Regions from separate parts of the Mus musculus genome. Here regions 2, 3, 4 and 5 are each linked to region 1. The links are chromatin contacts, called in public HiChIP or PLAC-seq maps. All regions are on one chromosome and are shown on one strand. Each heading gives the region's core, a stretch centred on a gene start, on an enhancer-like site or on the middle of the called end of the contact. The rest is flanking DNA. Distances are from core to core; before and after follow the strand shown. Region 1 holds the start of Ppil1 (peptidylprolyl isomerase (cyclophilin)-like 1). Region 2 overlaps Pnpla1 (patatin-like phospholipase domain containing 1). Region 3 overlaps Gm16191 (a long non-coding RNA gene). Region 4 holds the start of 1700030A11Rik (RIKEN cDNA 1700030A11 gene). Region 5 overlaps Cmtr1 (cap methyltransferase 1).

Evidence for each region. HiChIP or PLAC-seq counts read pairs in DNA pulled down with a chosen protein or histone mark.
Region 2: an H3K4me3 HiChIP or PLAC-seq map of bone marrow-derived macrophages shows a contact between it and region 1, with 4 times the contacts expected there. The contact joins the enhancer-like site here to the promoter of Ppil1 in region 1. A contact is called at or near these places in 1 of 39 promoter capture datasets (pre-B cells), 2 of 484 Hi-C or Micro-C datasets (B cells and the Ba/F3 cell line), 7 of 115 datasets of contacts at active chromatin or transcription factors (bone marrow-derived macrophages, embryonic stem cells, epiblast stem cells and 3 more) and 1 of 9 other capture datasets (liver).
Region 3: a contact with region 1 is called in an H3K27ac HiChIP or PLAC-seq map of embryonic stem cells, with 2.2 times the contacts expected there. The contact joins the enhancer-like site here to the promoter of Ppil1 in region 1. A contact is called at or near these places in 4 of 39 promoter capture datasets (liver, pre-B cells, second pharyngeal arch cranial neural crest and 1 more), 6 of 115 datasets of contacts at active chromatin or transcription factors (the 230-238 cell line, bone marrow-derived macrophages, embryonic stem cells and 2 more) and 1 of 9 other capture datasets (adipose tissue).
Region 4: an H3K4me3 HiChIP or PLAC-seq map of pro-B cells shows a contact between it and region 1, with 3 times the contacts expected there. The contact joins the promoter of 1700030A11Rik here to the promoter of Ppil1 in region 1. A contact is called at or near these places in 6 of 39 promoter capture datasets (the 3T3-L1 cell line, 3T3-L1-derived adipocytes, the HPC-7 cell line and 2 more), 3 of 484 Hi-C or Micro-C datasets (B cells, the G1E-ER4 cell line and olfactory sensory neurons), 10 of 115 datasets of contacts at active chromatin or transcription factors (bone marrow-derived macrophages, embryonic limb bud, embryonic stem cells and 7 more) and 2 of 9 other capture datasets (embryonic stem cells and pancreatic islet).
Region 5: an H3K4me3 HiChIP or PLAC-seq map of bone marrow-derived macrophages shows a contact between it and region 1, with 3 times the contacts expected there. The contact joins the enhancer-like site here to the promoter of Ppil1 in region 1. A contact is called at or near these places in 1 of 39 promoter capture datasets (erythroid cells), 1 of 484 Hi-C or Micro-C datasets (embryonic stem cells), 3 of 115 datasets of contacts at active chromatin or transcription factors (bone marrow-derived macrophages, effector CD8 T cells and memory CD8 T cells) and 2 of 9 other capture datasets (adipose tissue and pancreatic islet).

The regions. Positions count from the first base shown.
Region 1 is chr17:29,262,285-29,265,248 of GRCm38.p6, forward strand. Ppil1 (peptidylprolyl isomerase (cyclophilin)-like 1) reads right to left here and starts at 1,687. Exons shown (of 4, transcript NM_026845.4): 1 at 1,588-1,687. The coding sequence starts at 1,643.
Region 2 is chr17:28,880,613-28,883,785 of GRCm38.p6, forward strand. It overlaps Pnpla1 (patatin-like phospholipase domain containing 1), which reads left to right. Exons shown (of 10, transcript NM_001034885.3): 6 at 324-1,016; 7 at 2,867-2,951. Among named protein-coding and RNA genes, the nearest start is that of 1700030A11Rik, 23 kb to the right of the region's middle. Within about 2 kb of position 1,924, at least 30 of the 459 cell types and tissues checked have an H3K27ac peak or open chromatin away from gene starts, as enhancers often do. A contact at or near this core is called in B cells and bone marrow-derived macrophages, where this site is marked.
Region 3 is chr17:28,929,006-28,932,176 of GRCm38.p6, forward strand. All of the region lies in intron 1 of Gm16191 (a long non-coding RNA gene), which reads left to right. Among named protein-coding and RNA genes, the nearest start is that of Gm16191, 5.3 kb to the left of the region's middle. Within about 2 kb of position 1,871, at least 214 of the 459 cell types and tissues checked have an H3K27ac peak or open chromatin away from gene starts, as enhancers often do. A contact at or near this core is called in adipose tissue, embryonic stem cells, epiblast stem cells and 2 more, where this site is marked.
Region 4 is chr17:28,903,225-28,906,667 of GRCm38.p6, forward strand. It overlaps 1700030A11Rik (RIKEN cDNA 1700030A11 gene), which reads left to right and starts at 2,041. Exons shown (of 3, transcript NR_045457.1): 1 at 2,041-2,075; 2 at 2,479-2,563; 3 at 2,780-3,443. Bnip5 (BCL2 interacting protein 5) reads right to left here. Exons shown (of 12, transcript NM_172450.3): 4 at 2,467-2,531; 5 at 2,031-2,271; 6 at 1,292-1,426; 7 at 23-84.
Region 5 is chr17:29,668,530-29,671,885 of GRCm38.p6, forward strand. All of the region lies in intron 2 of Cmtr1 (cap methyltransferase 1), which reads left to right. The region is part of intron 7 of Gm28043 (predicted gene, 28043); the gene reads left to right. Among named protein-coding and RNA genes, the nearest start is that of Cmtr1, 9.6 kb to the left of the region's middle. Within about 2 kb of position 1,697, at least 54 of the 459 cell types and tissues checked have an H3K27ac peak or open chromatin away from gene starts, as enhancers often do. A contact at or near this core is called in bone marrow-derived macrophages and memory CD8 T cells, where this site is marked.

The sequences.
Region 1 (2,964 bases), core at 437-2,936:
ATATTTTCTAGCATATTTCTGATCATGTAAACATATCACCTATTGAAACCAAACTTGAATAGAAAAATAAAGCAGCCCTTGTGTTAAAGAGTGGGTCACACTGGTGGAGACGACTCAGCTCCTAAGAGCATGTCCTGCTCTTCGGGAGGACCACACTTCAGATCCCAGCACTCCACCAGGGGGCTCACAGCCACCTGTACCCCCCATCTCCATGGTTTCCAATACCTCTGGCCTCTGAACTCATGTGCACACACACATAATTAAAAGACAAATCTAGGGCTGGAGAGATGGCTCAGTGGAGAGATGCTCTCCCAGAGGTCCTGAATTCAATTCCCAGCAACCACATGGTGGCTCACAACCATCTGTAATGGGATCTGATGTCCTCTTCTGGTGTGTCTGAAGACAGGTACAGTGTACTCATATAAATAAAATAAATAAATATATCTTTAAAAAAAATCAAATCTAAAGAGAATGTGTAAAGCAAATAGGCTGGTTACTTCAAATGTCCACATACACCCATACGAGTGCTTTTATTCTCTTCTCTTAGTGCCTTTAAGGATAAAACAAGGCAGGGGGCTCCTGCTGTACATTACCCACTGAGCTCTGGGGAGAATCTGTATGGCCCAGGTTCAGGAGGTCCAGCAATGTGAGCACTCTGTAGAACTGGGAGCGAGAGCAGTGGTGCGTGCCTTCCTAATGTCTACACTCAGGAGCCAAGGGCAGACAAAATGGGGCTCAAGTCAGTAGACAGGGCAGACCAGGCTCCAAGCAGGGTTCCCTTCAATCAGTATGAAAACCAGGTTGCAGGTAAATCTATAAAATGCACCATTTCTCTGCTAAAACTGGAGGGGTGTGTGTGATACAAAGCCTTCGGGACAGGAGCTGCTAGCAATAGTAAACTGAGCGCAATCACACACAAGGGAGGCAAGGCACTAGGAGGTGGCTTAATTTTATATATTAATATAAATATAATAGAATGTTAGGTAAGCAGTCTATTCTATCCAGCCCAGCCCAGCCCCTGGACTTCTGATCCTCCTGCTTCCACCTCCAGAGTGCTAGGATTACAGGCTTGTGCAACCACACCGAGTATATATGGTGCTGTAGCCCGAGCTTGGGGCCTCGGGCATCCCCAGCTCAAAGATCACTCTTGGATTTTGGAGAAAATAAATTTTCTTCTACTTCCAAAGAAATTTGTTCAGACAACTCTACTTGTCCCGTGATGTTTACACATCTGTCTCCTTCACCATAATCCAGATTTGTGTTTTCAAAAATCCAGGTCCTACGCGCATGGCTTGTGTGATCAACACACACTTGTTGAGAAAAAAAATGAGTGAGTGAGTGAATGAATGAATGAAGATGGAAGGTGGATATAGGTAAATGAACTAATAAACGTCGTGGGGAAAGGACAGCAGATAGAAATCGTCGAGGTCTCCGGGATGTTGGAGGGGCTCCCCTGAGGTCCCTTCAGAACTTACAGGTACTCCCGGCCGCAGCTCTGTGCGTGCGGGCAACCTGCGAGTCAGGCCGGCCACTGCGGCACGAACCCGCGTCCCCTCCACCAATTCCTCCCCCACCTCCAACCCTCACCTAGTCTCCAGGTAGACGTTGGGCGGCTGCCAGGTGTCTGGGGGAATCGCCGCCATGCTGAGCGAAGGTATCCCCCCCGCTAGCAATCACTACTTCCGGCGGAGTTAACCCGGGACCCGCCCCTGGGCACACACTTCCGGTTCCCGCCGATCCGCCCGTTTGCTTGACAGGATTTAGGGCGCTGGGACAAGAATGACGAAGGATCCTTCTTTCTAGGCTGGGAAGAGGGTTGCAAGTCGAAATGCTCAGTGCAGGAACTCAGACAAGTGCAAGATTCTCCAGGGGCGATTCGCGCCACGCTCCGGAACAGTGATTGGTCTGTTTTGGCGCGGAAGGCGGGAACAACCTTCTTCACTCTGATTGGAGGGCTGGAGAATTTCCTAGTTCCCAGACTTGGGTGATGCCCCTGGCTGGCTTTGAACTCAAAAAGATCTGCCTGCTTCTGTCTGCCGAGTGCTGGGATTTAAGGCGTGCACCACCACGCCCAGCGTCTATTCCTTAAAGCAATCCTGTGGATGACAGGAGTCCCGTTTTTCAGCGGAGAAAACTGAGACTCCGCCGTTAAGTGCCACATGGCAAATCTGATCCCACAGACTCCAAAAGCAAAGAGCATGTGGAAAGAGGAAAAGGCTGGGAAGAGAGACAAAGCTTAAAATGACTGTCCCAGGAGATAGTGGTGCACGCCCCCAGCGCTGGAGCGGCAGAGGCAGGGGGATCTCAGAGTTCAAGGCCTGTACAAGGTCTCTTCTACAGAGCGAGTTTCAGGATAGCTAGGACTACTCAGAGAGGTATCCTTGGAGCTGGAAATGCAGGCCAGTTAGTAGACGGCTTGCCTAACAGGGCTTAGTGGGTAAAGTACTTGAATTTAGGTCCCTAGGACCCATGCAAATGCCAGGTAGATATGCACTTGCGGCCTCAGCAACCGGGAAAGCAGAGACCATGGGGAAGAATCCAGGGAGCTGGCTAGCCATCCAGTCTAGCCCAAATAGCTCTCTCCAAGTTCAGTGAGCCACGAGGGAAATGTATATTTTATATTGAACATCCCATAATTAACAACAAAGAAGTAGGAAAATATTTACAAGACTTCCTGAGTTCTAAGATGCATCTACCCTCCCACCCACCCACTTCCTGCACAGCAAAGCAAAAATTGAGCAAATGCTTACTCTTAACAACCTACGGCTCTTCAGAAAATTGAGCAATGCATATTAAAGAGAAGCAATCTGAACCGTAGTGTGCAAGGTACTTACTTACAGGCCAACAGAGCTGTGGGTGAACACTCTGGGGAGGCTCTCCCATTAAAGATCAGATAAATAAAAAAGACTTTAATTTTTTATTTATTTTGTGTGTGTGTGTGTGTGTGTGTATCTGGGTTTGTAT
Region 2 (3,173 bases), core at 674-3,173, 380 kb before region 1:
GAAGTTCAAGGTCATCCTTGGCTATGTAGTAAATTTAAGGCCAGGCTAGCCTGGGCTACATAAGATCTTGTCTGAAAAACAAACAAACAAACAAAAAAACGGAGCTCCTGGAGCTCCTTTATGGTCCCCCCCAACCTTCGCCAACACCCCTCACCCCTACGATCTGATCTCTGTCCTTACAATCTTCTTGCCTAGCTCCCAAGTTCTGGGGCCACGCTGTGCCCATCATGTATCATATTTATGTAGATTTTGCAGACACACCCATACTACACTATGTGCACATCAGATCTGATGCGCTGCTGTGTGTGGCTTGTTTCTCTTAGATGCAGCGTACCTTGACTCTCCCAGCAAGAGAGTGATTTTCCCGAGGGTTGAAGTATACTGCCAGATAGAGGTCGCCCTTGGCCATGAGCCCCCACCTCCGAGTCTGCAGAACCTGCCAGCCCTGAGGAGAAGCCCAGCAGACTCCTCACAAACCCATGCACAGGGGTCTCCCAAAAAGGACAGAAAGGACAGCCATTCCTCAGCCGCCCCCTCAGTGCAGACACCTGAATCTGGGTGCAAGGAGTCTGTGGAATCACCCGTGTCACTACGGGTCTCTATATCCAAGCAACCATCTGTATCGCCATTATCCCCAGCCCAGCCGGTCCCAGTAATGAGGCCCACTGGCCCCAGGGACAGTTGCCCAATAAATGTTCAAACTCCAAACCCGGAGCGAGGAGTGAAGGGTGCCCTGGACTCTGCCACAGAACGAGGAATGAAGGATGCTCTGGCCTCTGCCACTGACGAGCAGAGCACAACTACCTTGCCACCTGTGTTGCTCCCAGCTGCAGACTCACGAGGCTCAAAGACTGGATCCTCTGTGCCTATTGGGTCACCCGAGTCCCCTAGACTGCTGCTCAGATCTTCCCAGGGAGCCACAGCATCCAGGGCAACACTTGGACTTCCGCCCCTAAGTCCTTCAACACCACCTGCTGGGCCACCTGTGGAGGATCTAGGCCCAGAACGACCCACAGGTATGACCCTCCCTGCTCTGGCGGAACCGAGAAACACCAGTTCTGAGGGTGACATTAGCCATCTACCTGAGCAGCCTCCACACCTTGCACCTTGAAGCTCAGCCCCTCCCCCTGGCAGCAAAAACCACCACCAAGAGGCTGGTGAGATGGTGCAGTGGTTAAGAGCTATTGCTGTTCTCTTAGAGGACCAGAGTTCAGTTTGGTGGCCAGGACAGGACACTGGGTGGCTCAAAAGCATGTCTGTCCCCTCTTCTGGATCCCATGGGCACCTACTCTTGCACACACCTCCCATTTACACAACTAAAAAAAACCAAACAAACCCACTAAATCTTAAATAAAATAAAATAAATTTAATATTGATATTAAAGGCTTATAATAGAGCCATTTATATTTATAACTCATACAATTTATACAAAATTTTAACCAATAAAAATAAACTCATGAGAACCAGAGTTTTATCCCCAGAACCCGCATAAAAGCTTGGTACAGCGGCCCATGTCTGTAACTCTAGCGCTGAGGACAGGAAGACAGGCAGATCTCTGGAGCTTGATGACTGATGAGCCTTAAAAAAGTATTTTTAATTAAATATATAATTCCAGCCCTTGTGAGGCAGAGGCAAGCAGATCTCTTTAGAGTAAGGCCACCCTGGTCTATACAGCAAGTTACAGAACAATCGGGGTACACAGAGAAACCCTGTCTTGAAAAAAACCAAAAAACCACAAAACCAAACCCAAATCAGTTGAGGACTACACCCAGTATCCATCTTTGACTCCATTTGAACACTCACTCGAGATATACACACTGGTCCTAATAATAATCTTCATTCCAAGGTGGTGGTTTACTCCCTCGCGCTGGTGGATGTTCAGGCCCCGCCCTCTGACGTCACCACGGGGCGGGAACAGTGGCGTCTGCCCACAGCAGCTGCAGCCTTCCGTCTGCATCAGATCCACTGATGTGATAACTTGACTCTTAAATACGAGGAGAGCATTCTTTGCTGGTTTTATTGCTTCCTTGCTTGTTTGCTTATTATTTAAAAATAATCTCATTCTTTGAAATATTCGTACATGCCTACATCCAGACGTGTTTTGAATTTTGATTTGTTGGGGATTAGTGAGATTCCTCCCACAGCTCATACAATTTTTAAAAAATCACAATGGTTTAAAAAAAATTATGTTTGCTGGATGCGCTGGCCCCTGCCTTTAGTCTTAGCACTTTTGAGGCAAAAGCAAGCAGATCTCGAAGTTCATGGCCAGCCTAGTGTTCACAAACTAGATCAGGATACAGGACAGCCAGGGCTACGTAGAGAGATCCTGTCTGAAAAAAAAAAAAGTTTCTGTTTACTAAGTTCGTGTGCATATTTCTGTGCCTTGTTCACATCCATACCTGGTACCAAAGATGTCAGAAGAGGGCGCTGGATCCCCTGGAGTTACAGTTACAAGCAGCTGTAAGCTCTGGGGAGGCAGAGGCAGGTGGATCTCAGAGTTTGAGGTCAGCCTGGACTATAGAGTGCGTTCGTTCCAGGATAGCCAAAGCTACACAGAGAAACCCAGCCTCGAAGAACTGGAAAAAGAAAAAGAAACCAAATAAAATAAAATAAAATAAAATTCCTTTAACAAGAGCATCTCACTATTGGGTTCCTGGATAGTCTGCCTCTCACTATGTAAACCAGGCAAGCCTCAAACTCTGAAATCCACCTGCTTCTGTCTCCCGAGTACTGGGACTAAAGGGGTGCTGAGCCACTACAACTGGCATCCTCGCCCTTCGCTCTCAGACACACTCACCATTGTTATTTGCAAAATGACCCAGTCAGTACCCACTACCTGCTCTTTTAACTCCGGTGTTCCCTCCAGCTACAGGGTCTCCCGCCTTATCACAGCTGACAGGCTCGGCAGCACCGGGTACCGGGAAGAAAGCCCCCCACAAGCCTCTGCTGGTGTAAGTTTCTCTTTCCTCAGGACTGTTCTCTCCTTTGCTCAGGGGAGGGGCCCCAGCTAAGTGAGGTTTCTGCGCTTTCCGCTGCCTGGGTATCACCTAGTCTGTGGGGCAGCCGCTCACGCTCGGTGCCCTCTTCTCTCTCCCGCAGTGGGACGCTATGTGGGTATACCTGTCCATGGGGCGATACCACCCCTCTCCCTCACTCCAGCACACACTGGGTAC
Region 3 (3,171 bases), core at 621-3,120, 330 kb before region 1:
TATTACATTTTTTTTCTTTTTTTAAGATAGGGCCTAGAATTCACCATGTATTCCTGGCTGGCCTGGAACTCACTATGTAGCCCAGGCTGGCCTTGAGCTCACAAAATTTCACCTGCCTCTGCCTCCCAAGTTCTAGAATTCACTGCATGAGTCACCATGTCCAACCCTTACTTCAATCTTTTTTTTTTGTTTGTTTGTTTTTTCGAAACAGTGTTTCTCTGTGTAGCTCTGGCTGTCCTGGAACTCACTTTGTAGACCAGGCTGGCCTCGAACTCAGAAATCTGCCTGCCTCTGCCTCTGCCTCCTGAGTGCTGGGATTAAAGGCATGTGCCACCACGTCCGGCCCCTTACTTCAATCTTAACAACTAATATTAATCCTCAGACCCCCCCCCATTCCATATCCTACAGCAGCGATCTGAGTGTATATGTGGGTTACAGAAAGGCTACAGCAAAGCCATCCCTGAGAAGCTGACAGACAGGGGTTTGGGGGGGCTGTGGAGAAATGAGGGCAATGGCTGCTCTTGCAGAGGACCTGACTTCTGTTGCTAGCCCATAGTTTGCTTTCACTCCAGTTCCAGGGGGTGCAAGGCTTTCCTCTAACCCCTACTGACACCGGCACACGCAAGGCAAGCACTCACACAGACACAAACACGGAAGTAAGTACATCTTAAGAAAAACTAAGCCAGGTGGTGGTGGCACACACCTTTAATCCCAGCAGTTGGGAGGCAGAGGCAAGGTGGATTTCTGAGGCCAGCCTGGTCTACAGAGTGAGTTCCAGGACAGCCAGGGCTACACAGAGAAACCCTGTCTGGAAAAAAAAAAAAGAAAGAAAGAAAGAAAAGAAAACCAAGATAGTTCTGTCCACTCCCCACAATAAAAGAGTGTCAGGAGAGGATGAGAAAAGTGCTCCCCTGGAGATACTGAAGTGCTCCCCTGGAGGTGCCAAGGTGGCACAGGGATTGGGGGGAGCACAGTCAAGCTTCAGAGGGGAGGTGGAGCAGGGTGAGGGGGCAAGGGCTAGAACAAGCTGCTGCTTTTTTTTTAAATAATTTTTAAAAGATTTATGTATTTATTATATGTAAGTACACTGTAGCTGTCTTCAGACACTCTAGACGAGGGCAACAGATCTCATTATGGATGGTTGTGAGCTACCATGTGGTTGCTGGGAATTGAACTCAGGACCTCTGGAAGAGCAGTCAGTGCCCTTAACCACTGAGCCATCTCTCCAGCCCCAGAACAAGTTTCATACGAACTAAGGCGGCACCTGGGCCAGGCCATGTCTACAAGTGGGGAGCAAGCTCAGTTCAGGCCAGGGCACTGGGGAACTCTGTCTGTCCTTCCTGTTGGGGTCCCTTGGTGTATGTGTTGGTTGCCCTCCTCTATGGGGTTGACAGGGAGTTGTTGTACCCCCATCTTTGGACCTTGTTCCTCTGACACGTCTGGGACACACCCATATCCCAATTTGCTTTGATAAACAGGGCGGGGGCCCTTTCTATTTTTAAGTTATCAGTTTGTTCCTTGTGGGTGGTACCGACAGATGGCGTTGTGTTCATTTCTGTCAGAGTGCAGCGTCACTCCGTCTCGGTGTTTACACTCCAAGTTGGAGTCAAATGTTGCTTGTGAAATGGAGTCACCCCGAGCAAGGCAAAACTCTGTGCGTGATCTGTAACCCGAGATGATCCTGAATTTACGGTCTGCCTCTACTGCCCTACTCCGCGCCTACTTTAAATGGCACTGGGAAGGAAGCAGGGCTTCCCATGTGCTCAGTAAGGCCTCTGCCACCAGAGCTACAACCCCAGGTCCCCTCCTCTTTGTTTGAGATTCCTGCTGGCCTGCTGGCTGATGATTTTCCAGCTGGCTGGCTTCCAGCTCTTGGAGTTGTCTGGGCAGAGGCCAGAGCTAGGGAAACCAGAAGCTGTTTGGCCCAGCTGGAGAGCTCAGTCAGGGGTGTCCCCAAGGAGGCCCCACTTCCTGGTATCCTGAGCAGGGCTGGATGAGAGGTCACCTCCCTCTTCTCTGTTATGTGACCCTCCATTACTGCTCTCTCCTCTGCTCGGGTGAACCTTGTTTACCAGTTACCACGGTCCTTGGCTTCTCGTGTGTCACTCTGATCCGAGACTCTGATTGATGGCTTGGTCCCCACAGGCTTTGCTGACGATTCTTTTCTGGTCAGTCATAGTTGTTGTTGTTGCTTTTTAAGATTTACTTATTTATTATATGTAAGTACACTGTAGCTGTCTTTAGACACACCAGAAGAGGGCATCAGATCTCATTACAGATGGCTGTGAGCCACCATGTGATTGCTGGGAATTGAACTCAGGACCTCTGGAAGAGCAGTCAGTGCCCTTAACCGCTGAGCCATCTCTCCAGCCCAGTCATATTTAACTTTACGGACATTCCACAAAGATGTCCCCTGTGTGGAAACTGGGATGTCTCTGGGGACATTGCTCCAGGGAAGGAGGCTTGGGAGCAGCCACACACACCAAGAGCACGTATTCCATAAATATTAGTTATTATTAGGATTGCTCAGACACACTGGTTTTCAATAGTCACTTCAAACCTTTGTCAGTTTAGAGGGATGGACTCAGCTCCATGCTTTACTCTTATATTTCTGATCCAAAGGTGACTCACAAGTACAAGAATTCTTGAGCTGGGCACTGTAGGGAAGGCTCAGCTTAAGAGCACACACACACTGCTTTTGCGGGAGACCTGAGTCTGCTTCCCAGCACCCATGCTGGGCAGCTGTGACTCCAGCTGCTGGGGTGGGGATGCTCTTTTCTGGCCTCTGCACGCTCCCGCACACACATGTACAAAGGCACACAAAGGGAGCTGGAGATGCAGGAGAGGATAAGGTGGGTGAAAGGTACAAATGTCAGAAGTGTGCGGAGCTGATAGTATCACACCAGCGGTGCACAGGAAGTCTAGCCTCTGTCTGGTGCTGGTCATTCGCTTATTTAGACGCGGATGGGACAGTGAATCAGTCAGTGTGAGTGACCTAGTTCTAAAACAGTTACATGTTTACGAAGGGTCACAATGTTGTGGTCTGAGTCTTCTCAGATGTTTCAATAAACATGAGTCATGGAATCAGAGGCCATAGGTTCAGTTTCTACCAGAGCTCCGCCTACAGACGAGAGCTCCGCCTACAGACGAGAGCTCCGCCTACAGACGAGA
Region 4 (3,443 bases), core at 791-3,290, 360 kb before region 1:
TCATCCCAGAGGGCATCCTCACCTGCTCTCCCCTCTCGTCCTCTGCACTCTGGAGCAGGACCAGGATCTTCCGCCTGAATTCTCCTACGAAAAGGACAGGGTTCCTTACAAAGGCCTCTGAGGTCGGGGCCAGGTCCACACACCCCAGCTTTTCTGTTGTCTCTCTTTTCTTTCCATGTGCATTCTGGAGTGCAAACTTTAAGGGCTGTGCTATCTCTCCAGCATCCTTTGCCTCCCCCGAAGCGGTTTAAAGCGTCTCCAGATGTTAGACAGTATTTTAGATCCAGGCTTGGTTCTGTCAACAATAAACTGATAACTGTGGGGACTGGAGAGATGGCTCAGCGGTTAAGAGTACCGACTGCTTTTCCAGAGGTCCTGAGTTCAATTCCCAGAAACCACATGGTGCCTCACAGCCATCTATAATGGGATCTGATGCCCTCTTCTGGTATGTCTGAAGACAGCTACAGTGTAGTGATATAAAATAAATAAGTAAATCTTAAAAAAAAAAAAAAAACAACTGATGGGGCTGCAGAGATGGCTCAGAGGTTAGGAGCACTGACTGCTCTTCCAGAGGTCTTGAGTTCAATTCCCAGCAACCACATGGTGGCTCACAACCATCTCTAATGGGATCTGATGCCCTCTTCTGGTGTGACTGAGAAACGTGACAGTATACTCACATACATAAAATAAGTAAATAAATAAATCTTTAAAAAAAAAAAAAAACCCGGGCAGTGGTGGCGCAAGCCTTTAATCCCAGCACTTGGGAGGCAGAGGCAGGCAGATTTCTGAGTTCGAGGCCAACCTGGTCTACAGAGTGAGTTCCAGGACAGCCAGGACTATGCAGAGAAATCCTGTCTCGAACAAAAACAAATAATAATAATAATAAAACCGATAACTGTATGGAAACCTCCCTTCTGTGTTCTCAGCCCCTTCCTGGCACCACGGCAGCTCTCAGCCGCCCACCTAACGGCAATAACCACGCTCGGTAGCAACACAACCTGTTGGCTGACAGGCCGACCCTGCTATACCTTACAGGCAGTCATTCAATTAGAACTTCCAGCAAATCTCAAGGTCCAGCCTTGCAAAATGGGGAAACTGAGGCTAACGGGTGAAATGTGCTGTCTCCACAGCCCGAGGCCTCCCACAGAGAGACTGAAATAGGCCTTGGCCTCCCTCGCTCTGCCTCAACTTGCCCTTTCCAAATGGCAGAGTCTAGACAGATGGGCTATTTGCTGGAGGTGGGGGGGTAGGGGTGGCGGAGGGGGGTGTTTCTGAGGGGCAAGGGACTAACTGGATTCGGAGGCTCTGTCCAGCAGTGGCTTCTCCTCGGGTCCCTGAAATATGGCAGCTGGTGTGTGGAGCTCAGAGGGATGGGAGCCTCCACCATCTACAGACGGGACCTCTTGGAACTCAGGCGCCTCCAAGTCTGGGAAGCAGAAAGTCACAGTCAGTGTGTGTGTCAGCCACGCCCAGCAACCTGAGCCTGGGCAGGTGCCAGTGTACGCCACCCGTGGGCTCTGCAAGGCTTGCAAGGCTATGCCGGGTCTGGGGCTCTGTTTGCGGACCCCGACCATGCTCTCTGCATGAAAAGAACTGTCTTTCCTTGGCTTCTCTTTTTCTTTCCATGGGGTTTCCTTACCTAGCCGCTGTTTTCGGTTGGTCCACTAGGGGGCAGAAGGTGCCTGGCTCCGTGCCACGAATGAAGAAGAGCCATGGCCTAAACCGCCTTGCATGAAAATCTCTCCTCTTATGACCCCAAATCCACGCTCTCCTGACAACGGTGTCATACAAGTCTAGCCCCCATCCACCCTAACGCCCACGAAGAGCCAACGAGACCAGCCCTTCTCCCTCCGGCTCTGGCTCTGAGGGATCCCACTTGTACCCAAGTGAGACCATGTGGAGGGGAAAAGCTTTGATCTCTTCTCCATCTCCATCCTCCCTACACTGCTCAAGGCATAGTGTGGGCATCAGAAAGATTCCAGAGCAGGAGGCAGCTGCAGTTGCTATGGCAACTGCTAGAGCCTGCTTACCAAGGCTGCTGGAGGTGGAAGCTCGCTGGCTACTAACACACAGGGGTAGGAAGCTGGGCCTCTTGGGCCGGGTTTCTGGGCCCAGGGTAGTGGCTGTGCCGACTCTCTTGGGTTCCTCAGAGGCAGGCTTCTTGAGGGATAAGACTCTCTTCAGGCTGGACTTCTTCTCCTGGGATTTCTTCCTGGGGAGTGGCGTTGGCTTTCGTGGAGGAACCGCTTCTGGCTGAGGGATTTGCACTTGCTGTGGGGAGGAGAAAGAAACTGGGTTAGATCCCTGGCCTTGAGGAGAGGCGAAAGGCAACCCCAGACAGGGCCGACCCAGAGCGGGAGGTGGCTTCTGGAATTAGGGAGTGGGGCTAACTGGACGGGGAGGCGGGGCACGAACCGGGAGCTGCAGCAGCTCTGCAGGCGCTCTCTGATGCCTGCGCCTCCTCACCTCTTCTTCCAGTTGGTCTCCAGCTTTCTTGAGCAATTCCACAATCTGCCAGATGACATCATCCTCTGCAAGAGAGCATGGGTCCCACCACTCCTAGGTATGCAGACAGTATCCAGATCTGGACTCCCAGGGAGAACGAAACCAGCCTGGATCCCTCAGGATTGAGGTTCCCCAATACCCAAAGACCCTCCCATCCCCCCCCAATACCCAAAGACCCTCTCATCCCCCACCATCCTGACTGAATATGGGAAAGTATTTTTGAGGCAAAGTATGACTTTTTAAATGTGTTAATTTTTTATAATTCAATTATTAGGGAGAAGAGAAACACATGTGGCGATCAGAGGATATCTCTCGGAAGCCAGTTCTCTCCTTTTATTATATGGGTCCCAGGAATCAAACTCACATCATCGGGGCTTGCTGGAACATGCCTTTACCCTCTGAGCCATCTCACAGCCCAAAGCATGATGTTTTATGCAGGGATTTAAGGCCCGATGTCCACCTGCCCTGTCAACTGAGCTTTCTAGATCTGGGAACTTTGAATTGGTAGTGGCTAAATCACTTTCCCCTCCGGATCTTTACAGCTTTCCCTGCGAAATATGGGTCACAATCTCTCATGGGCTGTCAGGACATCAAACAAAGGAGCAGGAGTTAGAAACATTTCCCAAGGCTGATTCCAAGTCTTCCAGCCCCACATAATAACAGGTCCCTATCCTAAGGCACAGAGAGGACATCAGCTGGCGCTCCACAGGTCACACTGGACCTGCCCCATGGCTGCTTCCACTACTCCTCACACCAGAACATTTCCTTGGGTGGCTTGTTTTGCCTTACACAAGGGTGATGTGCCCACTCCACTAGCTGCACCCCAAAGGTCTGTTTGCATGAAATGTCAAACTAACAAGCGACTCTGCCCCCGGCTTCCTGTTTCCTGACACTATCTACAGTTCATTTTCCTCTCAGGCAAGGCAATGGTAAAGTAA
Region 5 (3,356 bases), core at 447-2,946, 410 kb after region 1:
CTCAGCATCGGGAGCTCTGCTGCGGAGCTCTCAGCCATATGGCAGGGATGGATTGCAGCCCAGGGAGCCTCGCTCTCTCTCAGAGCAGCCTCGTGATGAGTCCTCTGGAAAGGAACCAATCTCTCCTCAGAGATTGGAGTGGTAATCCTTTAGAGCCATGTAGGCTTTTTTCACCTTAATTTTTGCAGGACAGTATAAAATGGAAAATAAATATCACCTCATCTCTCTGTTTCCATGGTTACGTGTTGTTAATGTTCTGGTTCTCCAGAGTAGCACTCTGCCACTGTGCCTTGTGCTACATTGGTGGATTTAAGCAAGATACTTCCTTATTAAGAAAATTAGGCAGCCATCTTAATGGGAAAGGGCAGATTTCATGCCTCTTTGAAATTTCTCCTTACTATAGGATTGGTATAGAAAACACAGTTTTGAGTATATTTTGGGTGTATTTTGAATGTTGTGGGTTTTTATTTTTTATTTTTTGTCCATGCGTTTACTGGCCTTTTTCTTTTGCAAAATGTTAATATTCTTTAGACCTCTCATAGAACAGGTTCTGAAACTACGGAGTTGTATGATCTAGACAAGCAGCATCTTGTTTTTTTATGTAAGCACTAAGGATCCAATTCAGGCCCGTGTATGTGGCAAGCACTGCTCTAACACTGCGCTATATTAGCAGCCCCAGTTGTCTGATACAGTAAATAAGATCAGCGCTGTGAGCTCTCATATCTCATTTCCTCTAGGCTCCCCTCCACCCCTCAGACAGGGTTTCTCTGTGTACTCCTGGCTGTCCTTGAACTTGATCTGTAGACCAGACTGGCCTCAAACTCAAGAGACCTGCTTGCCTCTGCCTCCTGAGTGCTGGAATTAAAGGCATGGTGGCCTAGTTTTTTAAATTACATTTCTTTGTACTTATTTTTTACATTTTTGTTGTTGTTGTTGTTGTTGTTGTTGTTGTTGTGGGGGGGTGTATTAGTTGGGGGCTTGTATAATGGCATGTGGAGGACAAAGGACAGTCAGTGGGCATTGATCCTCCCCTCTTGCTGGGGTTTCAGTGTTAGGACTCAGACCCTTAGGCTTGATGGCAAACACCTCTACTTGCTGAGCCATCTTATTGGCCTCTGATGTATCTATTGTATTTCAGACTGGTGGTGAAATTGGGGTTAGGCATGGTTTGAGGAAGGCCAGGTTATTTGTGCGATGTATTCTGTCCTCGTCTTTTGAGGTTTGAACAGCTGGCACTTCTTGTACCAGGAAATAACTTGAGGCATATTGTCATCGTCAGGGTTTCCTGCTGTGCACAGACACTATGGCTAAGGCAACTCTCATAAGGACAACATTTAATTGTTCAAAGCTTCAAAGGTTCAGTTCATTATCACCATGGCAGCATCCAGGCAGACGTGGTGCAGGAGGACCTGAGAGTTCTCCATCTTCATCTGAAGGCTGCTAGTAGAATTCTGGCTTCCAAGCAGCTAGGGTGAGTGACACACCCACACCCACTCCAACAAGGCCACACCTCCTAATAGTGCCACTCCCTGGCCCAGGCATATACAAAGCATCACAGCATATACTTAGTAGGGCCTCAGATAAGGCAACAGCTGGCTGATTTAAGTCATTTCTACTAAATGAAGCCTCACCCTGAGTGTTAGAGATACAGTGTTGGCTGTGGCAGAGTTCCTGCTCTTTATGAGTAATCCTGACCTTTGTGTAACATGTGGCAAGAAGTGGCTTTAACTCACACACTGGATGCCCTGCTGATGGTAGGATGACTTATTACTGGACCCAGTGGACAGGAGAGCTGGGTAGGCATGGGGGGGTGCGGGGAGACGAAGGTGTGTGAGGGAGAGACGCAAGTGTGAGTCTCTGCTACAGAGGGTGACGTTGGTAAGCTTGAGAATCATGTAAGTTTCACATTGTAGACTGAACAGTGACCACCTTGGTTCAGTACAGAGCTGTGTAATGGAGCCTTTGCTCTGTCTTTGGATTTCCACAGCACCAGGCCCCCCCCACCCCCCACAGCCTGAAGTGAAGATATTCTTGCCTTAGGCTCCAGGGTGTTAGGACCATGGGCACATGCCACTGTGCCTAGCTTTGGCTCAGCGACCTTCATTTTCCTCAAGGGAATTGCTAAGTTAATTTAAAAGTATCTTATAGTTTGATAAATAATATATGTTTATGTGGTTCTTATACATTTAAAAGGTATAAGAAGATAAGGGCAGGACAGATTACTTGGGCAGCTCACAAAGGCCTAGATCTCTCTCATGGGGATCCAACACCTTGTCTGGACTCTGAGAGCCCTGCTCTCATATGTGCATGTGGGTTTGTTTGTTTGTTTGTTTGTTTTCTTTGGAGCAAGGCTTTTCTCTGTAACCCTGACTGTACTAGGAACTCTGTAGACCAGGCTGGCCTCGAGCTCAGAGGTCTGCCTGAGTTGCTTTTGGTCACAGTATCACAGCAGCAGAAAAGCAAATTAGAATAGAACTTGCTGCTAGGGTGACAGGGTATTGCTGTAACTGACCTGACCATGTTGTCTTGGGGGAGGATTGTGGAAGGAGTTTGGAACATTGGGCAGGAAATGCTACTGAGTGTTCAGAGCTTATTGAGCTGTGTGAGAACTTGGAAGGTGATGCTGAGAGCTGTGCCAACGGTGGAGGCCCGGCTTGGGAAGTTCCAGAGGGAAGTTTGACAGTTCCTTAAAAACTCTAGGGGGAATTGGTTATGTTTGTGAAATTTGAATTAAGAATCTGTAGTTGTGGTTAGATGTGACTGATAACTGGCTATGATTCAGAAGGGCTCAGCACCACTCAAGTGGAACTGCTTCACTTGGAACAATTGATGCTGAGTAGCTGGAACTGAGAATCAGCTGTGATTAACTGGAGACCAGCATCACTGAGGGGAAATCTTCTGGGAGTTATTATCTCAGGGTCAGCACACAGAGGCTGTGGCTGAGAGGTGACCGAATCTATAGTTCATTTTGGCTTTGATAATGTGTAAGTTTCTTTCATGTGGTCCTGTTGCTGTTTTTCCATTTTATGTGCATTGGTATTTGCTTGCGAGTTGCCATGTGGGTGCTGGGATTTGAACCTGGGTCCTCTGGAAGAGCAGTTAGCGCCCTTGATCACTGAGCCATCTCTCTAGCCCGTAGTCCTGGTTTTAAAGACACGAAGGGGTCATAGACAGCAGCAGAGGCTTGGCACTTTTGAGAGGACAGGAGAGGCCATTGGATATACCAGTACAATGGGATGACCACCAAGGTCAGCAGCAGCTTTGGTCCTGGCCTCTGAGGCACGGTGCATGTGCTGTGAATGGCAGAGCTGGAGAAATAGAGCTATCTAGGCCTTTGGAACCCAGAAGATCATGAG